Linked DNA regions of Mus musculus: all the other regions are linked to region 1. The links are chromatin contacts, called in public HiChIP or PLAC-seq and promoter capture Hi-C maps. All regions are on one chromosome and are shown on one strand. The core of a region is the stretch at or near the end of the contact, and the rest is flanking DNA. Distances in the headings are between cores, read along the strand shown.

What was found. HiChIP or PLAC-seq counts read pairs in DNA pulled down with a chosen protein or histone mark. Capture Hi-C pulls out chosen DNA fragments and counts their contacts.
Region 2: a contact with region 1 is called in an HNF4G HiChIP or PLAC-seq map of pancreatic cancer cells. The contact joins the promoter of Col1a1 here to the promoter of Cbx1 in region 1. A contact is called at or near these places in 1 of 39 promoter capture datasets (liver) and 1 of 115 datasets of contacts at active chromatin or transcription factors (pancreatic cancer cells).
Region 3: a promoter capture Hi-C map of liver shows a contact between it and region 1, with 2.1 times the contacts expected there. The contact joins the promoter of Phb here to the promoter of Cbx1 in region 1. A contact is called at or near these places in 1 of 484 Hi-C or Micro-C datasets (B cells), 2 of 115 datasets of contacts at active chromatin or transcription factors (astrocytes and pancreatic cancer cells) and 1 of 9 other capture datasets (liver).

What each region holds. Positions count from the first base shown.
Region 1 is chr11:96,787,489-96,790,572 of GRCm38.p6, forward strand. It overlaps Cbx1 (chromobox 1), which reads left to right and starts at 1,647. Exons shown (of 5, transcript NM_001362560.1): 1 at 1,647-1,865.
Region 2 is chr11:94,934,715-94,937,798 of GRCm38.p6, forward strand. Col1a1 (collagen, type I, alpha 1) reads left to right here and starts at 1,510. Exons shown (of 51, transcript NM_007742.4): 1 at 1,510-1,730. The coding sequence starts at 1,655.
Region 3 is chr11:95,665,284-95,668,367 of GRCm38.p6, forward strand. Phb (prohibitin) reads left to right here and starts at 1,674. Exons shown (of 7, transcript NM_008831.4): 1 at 1,674-1,759; 2 at 2,754-2,868. The coding sequence starts at 2,781.

The sequences.
Region 1 (3,084 bases), core at 397-2,896:
CTTTTTCTTTTGTCTTAGTTTTTTGAACAGAAAAGTTGTCACTGTTTCGGGGTTTTTTTGATTTTTGGTTTGTTTGTTTGTTTTTTTTTTTAAGACAAGCTCTCACTCTGTAACCTAGGCTACATAGTCTAAACTGCGCTTTTTTTTTTTTTTTTTTTTTTGGGTTTGCTGTTGTGTTTGTTTGTTTGTTTGAGACAGGGTTTCTCTGTGTAGCCCTGGCTCTCCTGGAACTCACTCTGTAGAACAGGCTGGTCTTGAACTCAGAAATTCTCCTGCCTCTGCCTCCTAAGTGCTAAAGTGCTCTTAAACTCCCAGCAATCCTCCTGTCTCAATCCCGGGTACTAGGATTAAGAGGCTTGAATCTGGCCTTGGAAAGTTTGATCAGTTCTATTATCAGTTGGACATCTCAGTTATTCACTTAATCACATATTCAAGGAATTTTTACCAATAAATACTGAGAGTCAAAACGTGACCTTGTGGCCGGGCGTGGTGGCGCACAACTTTAATCCCAGCACTCGAGGCAGAGGCAGGCCGATTTCTGAGTTTGAGGCCAGCCTGGTCTACAAACTGAGTTTTGAGAGAAACCCTGTCTCAAAAAAACAAACAAAAACAAACCAACCAACCAACCAAACAAACAAACAACCAAAATGACCTTGTCCTTGCTAGAAACAAACACCAAGGATCCTGAGTGTCGTGGACACAATGAGTCATATGAAGCGTCTGTCCTTACTGGAGTTCCTAGTTCAACAATTAGCAGCAACCTACCTGAATCAGAGTAGCACCCGTGTTAAAGAATGACAGCCCAGCCGTGGTTTTTGCTTAATTCCGTTTCTTTAGACTAACTTGATAAAGGATGTTCACAGAGATGGAGAAATCCCCATGAAAGTCACCCACCGGCAAGGGCAATAAAGGGAAAACTTTGAATGTGGTGGTCTGTGTTTGTAATACTCGGCATTTGGGAAGTGAAAACAGGTAGATCAGACTTCCTTGAGACCCTGTCCACTCAACAGAACCAACAACCAAAAATAAAACAAGAATAGAGAGGGAAGGAAGGGGAAAGAAAAAAAGCAAATTCAGAAAGTGTCGATGGTGTCTACCTAGACGGTTAATCTACTGCTTTCTGAATGGAGCAGTGATTCAAACTGAGAGGTAGGAACCCCAGTCAGGTGGCAATAATAGGTAAGATTGCTGGACATTATTGAAGGTGATTTGATAAATCTCAGGTGACGAATACAATATTTTTCTTTTAAACGCAAACGGACCAAACATCAACGGGCTAGTTTCCAAACCTGCAGTGTCCTACTTTTGTAGACTGAGTAAGGAATACCAGCACGCGCCTGGAATCCAGCACTTTGACATTTGAAGCAAAAAGAAAGGCCACGAGTTCGAAGCCACCTGGGCTGCGTATCCTGTTATTAAACAAACAAACCCCACCACTACCCATCAATTTCCTAGACTGTAGAGTTATGTTCTAAGTAACAGTCGACTTCGCCTTTCCAGTCAAAAAAGAAAACAAAACTACGAAAACTCCCTACAATCCTTGAAAGTGGAGGTGGGCGGCGCGGGATTCGCGCGGTACTTTGGGATCTGTAGTTTCTGGCCGACTCTTAATCCCAAGGTGCCCTGCGGCGGGTCGTCGCGTCTGCGCAGTGCAGGCGGCGGGCCGCGCAGAGTGAGAGGCTCTTTTGTTCGGCTGAGGGGAGGGCCGTTAGCGGGGCCTGCGGTACGCCGCTTCAGCGGGACGGTCGACTTGTGGCCACACGGCTCTTTGCTCCTCTGGGCGCGCTACTCCCCTCGGACCGCCCGACGCAACGCGCGAGTAGCGCGGCACCGATTCCTCTCGGACTCTCGGGCGCTGCTACGAGGTGAAGAGGCGGGCTGGAGGCGGGGTGTGTGGGGGGAGGGGACGCGGCAACGGCGGGAGGCCGCGGACCAGCGCGGGCCGCTAACGGAAGAGCGGAGACCGAGGAATGGGGGGCGCGCCCCGGCCCAGCGCCCGCCGGGTCCGCTTCCCGCGCAGAGCTCGCGGGTTGCGGGAGTGTGGAGAGGGCGGGGCAGCGAATCCAGAGCCCGGGAGCCGAGTGGTTCGCGATGAGCGGAGCCAGCGGAGGGTTAGCTTTTCAAGAACTGGACCAAGAGCGTTTGACCCGAGTGAGGGACTCTAGAGTTGGGCGGGAGAAAGAAAACTTTGGGACGTCCATAAGGGGGACAGGTGCTTTTGGGTGTGCGTGGCAGGGACCACGACTTCGTACTCTCGAGGTTTAGAAATGTAACCTGAGAAAGCGGACACGGTGGCAATCGCAAGCAACCCCCGTAGCACTTGGAGGAAAGAGAGAAAAAGTAACCTGAGGATATTGGGTCCAGTTGCCACTATCAGAGAAGTTTCTCTTGCCAGAGTTAAGAAGAAGTAACTTCCAATAAACTTGAACAGGAGGATTTGGGCAGCTCACGGTGTGCTAGCGGGGAAGAGATTTGTTGAATCCGTCTAGGGGTGGGGGTGGGGGGTCAGGCATTTTCTTGACCTTGTCTAAAAGTGGAGTTGCTGGGATAGGTAGGGTAGAAGTCTAGAGTGACTGGTCAAATGTGGAAGAAAATAAAGGGTCCCTGGGGATGTAACTTAGTTGGTAGAATGTTTGCCTAGCCCACTGCACAGGCCTGAATTCAATCCTCTGTACCTTATAAATTCGGGCTGGGCTTGATGGCATTCATGTAGCCCTTGGGAGCGGAAACAGGACGATCAGGAGTTTAAAGCCTTGCCTGGCCACCAGGGGAGTCAAGAAAGGGTGAAAAGGCCACTTTGTGCCTTGTAATGGGTCTTCAGTGTGAGTTGGGAGGCTGTGGAAGAACACGTGTAAGGCAAGACTCATCCAATGAAAGAGATCTGTTCTTTGTGCGTAAGCCTGGGGGCCTCAGTTTACCTCTCAGGATCCAGGTAAAGGTGGAAAGAGCGAGCAGACTTCACAGAATTGCCCTCTGAGCTACAAATTAGGGAAATGGCAGGGACCCTCGAAAGCAGGTGCATGCCCACCGGCAGCGAGAATATTTTTATTTAAAAAGCAGTATAGAAATATAGAACTCATTTCG
Region 2 (3,084 bases), core at 260-2,759, 1.9 Mb before region 1:
TTTTTTTTTTCCCTTTGCCTTCGTTGCACAAAACTAGCTCAGGGAGGGCGTGAAGGGGGGGGGGGGAGCAATGGAATCTTGGATGGTTTGGAGGAGGCGGGACTCCCTGCTTCCACGTTTACAGCTCTAAAGAAGCCGGTGGGGGAAGTGATACAGGATGTCTATGGGCCCTGCAAGGAGACCCCAGTGCCTTCCCACACCACCCACACAGTTTGACAAGATGAAGTTCCTAAGCAGATTGGACAGAGCACCTTTGCAGGGTGCAGGGAGCACCGGGGAAGAACGGACACTGTCTTTTAGCGACAACTTTAAATATAAGCTGCTGTTCTTGGGGGACTACAGATGACCCTTTCCTGACGGCAGAGGTGGGGAGCAATGGCCAAGATTTTCAGCAAAGAAGTGAGGACATGGGAAGAAACCATTAAATAAAGTCCCTCAGCTACCAAACACAAGTTTCTGCCACACACTGAGTTCACCTAGGTGTCCCCAGACCACATCCAAGTACAATTAGAAAAGAGGGCTCTCTGTAGCTTTGAGAACACCCCTCTATGGCCAAGTACCTTCTACCTGTTCATTCTGCATTGATATTGCTACATAAGAGGGCCTCTAACAAATCTCTGGCTGTGGCCACAGCTGACACAAGACCTTTTTCTAAAACATCCCTGGTCACAGGCTTCCTGCAACAAACTCACATCCCAGTGCTGGGATGGAGGAGGTCAGAGAAGAATTTATACAACATGCCCCAGGCCCCAGCTTTGAGGACCCAGAAAGCCCCCTGCCCACACTGCTGCTCATCACTTAATGCATAAGCATTCTTCTGGAAGGACAAGGATGTCAAAGGTCTCCCCAAGCCTCAGCCTCAGAGCTGTTATTTATTAGAAAGGTGTGTCTGGCATGGCAGAACAGATAGGCACCCCCTTCCTTTCAAACCACCACATATCTGACTCTTAGTATCTGTGAAGAGATGTATAACTGTTCACAAATATTCCTACCCTCCATTCCTGGGTCCACACCATGAGGTGATCCCCTCCCTCCAACAGGCACATCTGCTTAGCTGATAGGTTCTAATCAGATTAATCTAACTTATTCCTTAGTTCTTCCCCAGGATGCCTGAAAGATTACTAGGCATGGCCAGGAGGACCTTTTCCCAATTATTCCTGACACTGATCCCTTTGTAGTGTTTCCCAACTCAGATTCTCAGTTCTACATCCTTCTGATTTGAAGTCCCAGAAAGAAAGTACAAGGGGTATTCTCTACCCACACTCAGTATACTGAGGGCCCAGCCACACTCCAGTGACAGCACCTCTGGCCCATGTAGATCTGGGGGGCAAGGGCGGCAGAGTTGCGGGAGGGGGGGCGCTGGGTGGACTCCTTTCCCTTCCTTTCCCTCCTCCCCCCTCTTCGTTCCAAATTGGGGGCCGGGCCAGGCAGTTCTGATTGGCTGGGGGCCGGGCTGCTGGCTCCCCCTCTCCGAGAGGCAGGGTTCCTCCCAGCTCTCCATCAAGATGGTATAAAAGGGGCCCAGGCCAGTCGTCGGAGCAGACGGGAGTTTCTCCTCGGGACGGAGCAGGAGGCACGCGGAGTGAGGCCACGCATGAGCCGAAGCTAACCCCCCACCCCAGCCGCAAAGAGTCTACATGTCTAGGGTCTAGACATGTTCAGCTTTGTGGACCTCCGGCTCCTGCTCCTCTTAGGGGCCACTGCCCTCCTGACGCATGGCCAAGAAGACAGTAAGTTCCAAACTCTGGGGAGTTTACTACAGCTTCTTGGTATTGCGTTCTGTATAGAGGGGTCCTAGCAGATAAGACTTAAATGGAGGTGCAGGGCTGCTCCAGAGGCAGGGATGGGACGGTGATGGAGAGGAAACGGGATGAGAGAGGTCACCCTGTTGAGCAGATGAGGGGGAGCAGTTCTCAGAAGTGGAGCCTTGCATGAGATGGCCCAGGAAGAAATTTCAAGCACCCATCTGTAGCACAACAGGAAAAGTGGGAATCTGGACACGGGTTGGGGCAGAGTACGTCGAAAATGAAATAAGGCCTCTGGAATAGAGATTCGGAGCTCAAGATGTAAAAGCTATCAAAAAGGCTGCGGGATGATTCATAAGGAAAGATTGTTTGCCCTCTCTGCAGGCTAGACAGTGTTGCTGGGGCCTCCGGGGTGCTGGGCTCTCGGGGGGGGGGGAGGGGACGCACGGAGAGGGCGGGTTGCTGGATGAGAAAGTTTGGCTAGGACTTGACTGGGCGCGGTCCCTGTGCCTCCTGCTGGCCAGCCGAGAGCACTACGAGTCCTGGTACAGCACTTTACAGCGCACAGGCTGAGAAGGAAAACCTGGGTTATTGCGGACCCTCATCTCCAGACTAGGAAAATAAAAGCAGGGATGGATGGGGTAGCTCTGGTCTTTGAAAGAAGTGACCCAGGCCGAGTAAAAGTCGGTCCGCCCCTGCATTGCTTAGTTTTGCCCGCCACCTAGTGGTTGCCTTGATCAGGTCCTGGAGCGGTGGGCGTGGTTAACTCATCATTACTATTTGTAGACTTGACTTCTTTGGCTAAGGAGATTCCAAAGCACTACTGGCTTTGAAGGACCCGGCTTGTCTAGTTAGCAAGTTTTCAAGATTCCTGGGAGCTGGAAATTGGGATGTATCTAACTTTAGGGATACATTTTACTACACTGGACAGGGCTCCACTGAAATCAGCCCCTCCACATTGTAGCCCCGCCCATTCCGCCCCACCTGCCCCGGGAAAGGAGGTGGGACCAGGGCTGAATTTCCCCTTCTCTCCTCCCACCCCCGCCTCCTGTCTCCGCGCAAACCACGTCCCACGAGCCCCCACCTACTGCGTAGGAGCCCTCCTACTCTCCTTCAGCAGGCTTTTTTATTTCATTTGGTTCCCGCGCGCGTGGGCTGAAGTTGTTTGGAAGAAACCCCAGTCTAGAGCTTTGTTTAAATTCCTGAGAACTGGGACGTTATAGTCCTGGCCAGGCGCCCTGGTGCTGTCACTGAACGTCGCCGATATGGAGCAGACCTGCATTTAAGGATTTGAGGGAAGAATATAGGGAGTGGGGGGAAAGATTCAGGAAGTGGGAAG
Region 3 (3,084 bases), core at 424-2,923, 1.1 Mb before region 1:
AGACCTTTCTCTGTGTGTCGTCCTGGCTGTCTTGGAACTCACTCTGTAGACCAGGCTGGCCTCAAACTCAGAAATCTACCTGCCTCTGCCTCCCAAGTGCTGGGATTAAAGGCATGCACCACCACTGCCCGGCCATCACACTTTTTTTTTTCTAACAAAATGTATTTGTTTTATTAATTTTAAGTATTTCACTTATATTCACCACCTTATTTACCCTCCCCAGGCCCTTCCAGTCTCTCTTCCACCCCAATAGTCTTCCTTGTGTCTTCACATTCTCTCTCTCTCTCCCTCTCTCCCTCTCTCTCTCTCTCTCAGATGCCACCTGCTTCTGCCTCCTGGGTGCTGGGATTGAAGTCGTGCACCACTGCACCTAGCTTGCTTTCATGTTCGTTCGTTCGTTTTCTTTCTTCCTTTCTTTTAAATGTATATCTGGCTTCTTATATTTTAATAAGAAATAAATACCGATTGCAAATTTAAAATTGCATTTTATCTTTTAAATAAAAGTTAAGCTAAGAATAAGGAGCAGGTCTTTCTTAGAAGTCCAATGCACTATCCATTGCGCCACAGTGCCAGGGGTTTTCATGTTCTTTACAGATATTCTCAGGAGAGTTTGTATTTCGGGAGCAACAAGCCCAAAAAAATAAACTACTTCATTTTAGATTTGTGTCATGGAGAGGAATGCTATAAAAGTCACTATTTGCTTAATTGGCAAAATTGGAATGCAGACATGGATAATATTTACTTAAGTAAAAGGATAGTAGCCGGGCGTGGTGGCGGACGCTTTAATCCCAGCACTTGGGAGCCAGAGGCAGGCGGATTTCTGAATTCGAGGCCAGCCTGGTCTATAGAGTGAGTTCCAGGACAGCTAGGGCTACACAGAGAAACCCTGTCTCGAAAACAAACAAACAAACAAAAACAAAAAACAAAACAAAACAAAAAGTAAGAGGATAGATATCCTTGATCTTAGAGAATAGTAGGAGAAAGAGAAAAGTGGAGGGAGGCGAGGAGATGGAACAAAAACAACAACAAATACGCAAATTGTTGACAACAGGTGAACTTGAGAAGCCATACACATGATCTCCGTCCCTTTTTTGCAATTCCTCGAATATAACTTGGAAAAAAAGATGCCCAGAGATTTAGACCCTAAATCAAGAGCCTTTACTGAAGTATTGCAAGACCTGAATGACCGACTCCCTTCCTCTTCTTTCTAAGCCGTTTTTAAGGTTATGGAGTGGCTTGGAAGATCAACATCTTACGTCCCTGAGGGCTGTCCTTAACTTCCCTAGCAGTCTCTCAGTGCATGAATTATTTTACCTCACCTTTATCCAAAATGCCCACCCATTCCTTCACCACCTTGTGATTTCCTCTACCAAGTGGAAGCCCAACTCCTTTCCGATCCAGTCTGCTTCCGGCTTCTGGAACCACCTCCTTGAGGAATAGGCACGTGCATATATTACCAAGGAACTACAACTCCCGAAAGGCTTTGCGGCAACATCCCATCCGTTCTCACCAGTCAGAAACGGGTTTCCTGAAAGAGCCCGTTGCTGCATGATCTTTTGGGAGTTGTAGTTGACCTCATTAAAGCCACAGAGCCCGCGGAAGACTGCAAAACACGTTTCCCAGAATGCACGTCGCTCGGCTTCACCAATTGAAGGGTCGGATCTTGAAGAGGCGGGGGTCGGGGGGGGGGGAGGAGCTGCCTGGCGCACGCGCAGTATCCGGAGCTGGGGAATTCATGTGGAGGTCAGAGTGAAAGCAGGTAAGCGTGGTAGGAGCGGTAGAGGCCTCTGGTCCTATGTCCCTGTAGCCTGCCTCTGCTTTCCTATGTACAATGAGGGCATGGGATGCATGTGTGGGTACGCCTAGTGGAGAAGGGGGAAATCTCGGTCCAGAAGGAGTTAGGAATGTGCAAGGGGAGGGGACAGGATGAGGAAAAATCCAGAAGCTGGTGGAGTAAAAAGAGCTGGATGTCAGAGACAGAGGATAAATGTGCATGGAGAAATCCCGATACACAAGCAGTTGAAGTCTGAGAAAGGGGAGGGCGAGTTTGAGGATTGTACCAAGGGTGACGCAGGGGCGGGACATTAAAAAGTTCAAGGCTAACTGGTTTCTAGTTTGTCAGCTACGTGCCCCCACCCGTCCCGCCGCAGCCCCACCTCCAGTCCTTCACCGCTCTGCCTCGCTGCACCCCTGCCAGCCCCTGCTTTCCTATTAACTGGTATGGGGAGGAGTTCTACAATGTCTTCTAGAATTCGGTCTTCTCATTCTAACCCTGGTTCTACTACTTAAGAGTATAACCTCTCTATGCACTTCAGCAGTCATAACCTTCATAAAGTAACTGAAGGTTAAACAAGGCTGTCGGAGACCGTGTAACTTAAATGTTAACAGAAATTGCCCTTTTTGTTGTTGGCTTCAGCCGTGTAGCACCGGTCTCGCTTGTGGCCTATTGGTCTAGGAAAAGGGAGTGTGGTTTTTCTGTGTACTAAGTTCCTCGTGGGTACAAAGCACCGTTCCTACGCTGAGCCAAGTGTCGCAGACTCTTTCTCTGAATGGTTGTAAAGAAACACGTCCACAAACGCAGACATGATCTACAGTTTGCAAGGTGGTCAGTGTTATGGGGCGTTCAGTGAGTGAGTTTGGGCCCACAGGTGTAGACATATGAAAATGTATGTTGAGACATGAACTCTGTGCCTCAGAGCGGGCTTTCTCTGAGAATCTGGTGTCAAAGTGTTTTATGTTTACCCCGTGTTTAGGTGTGAGTGGAAGCAACAGAAGGAGTCATGGCTGCCAAAGTGTTTGAGTCCATTGGAAAGTTCGGCCTGGCGTTGGCAGTTGCAGGAGGCGTGGTGAACTCTGCTTTGTATAATGGTGAGGCGCGGAAGAGCTTTCTGCATAGTTTCTGTTGATCTGCATAGCCCATGTGTCATTCCTTTTAAAAAAAAAAAAAGATTTATTTATTTTATTTATATGAGTACACTGTCGCTGTCTTCAGACCCACCAGCAGAGGGCATTGAATCCCATTACAGATGGTTGTGAGCCACCATGTGGTTGCTGGGAATTGAAATCAGGACCTCTGGAAGAGCA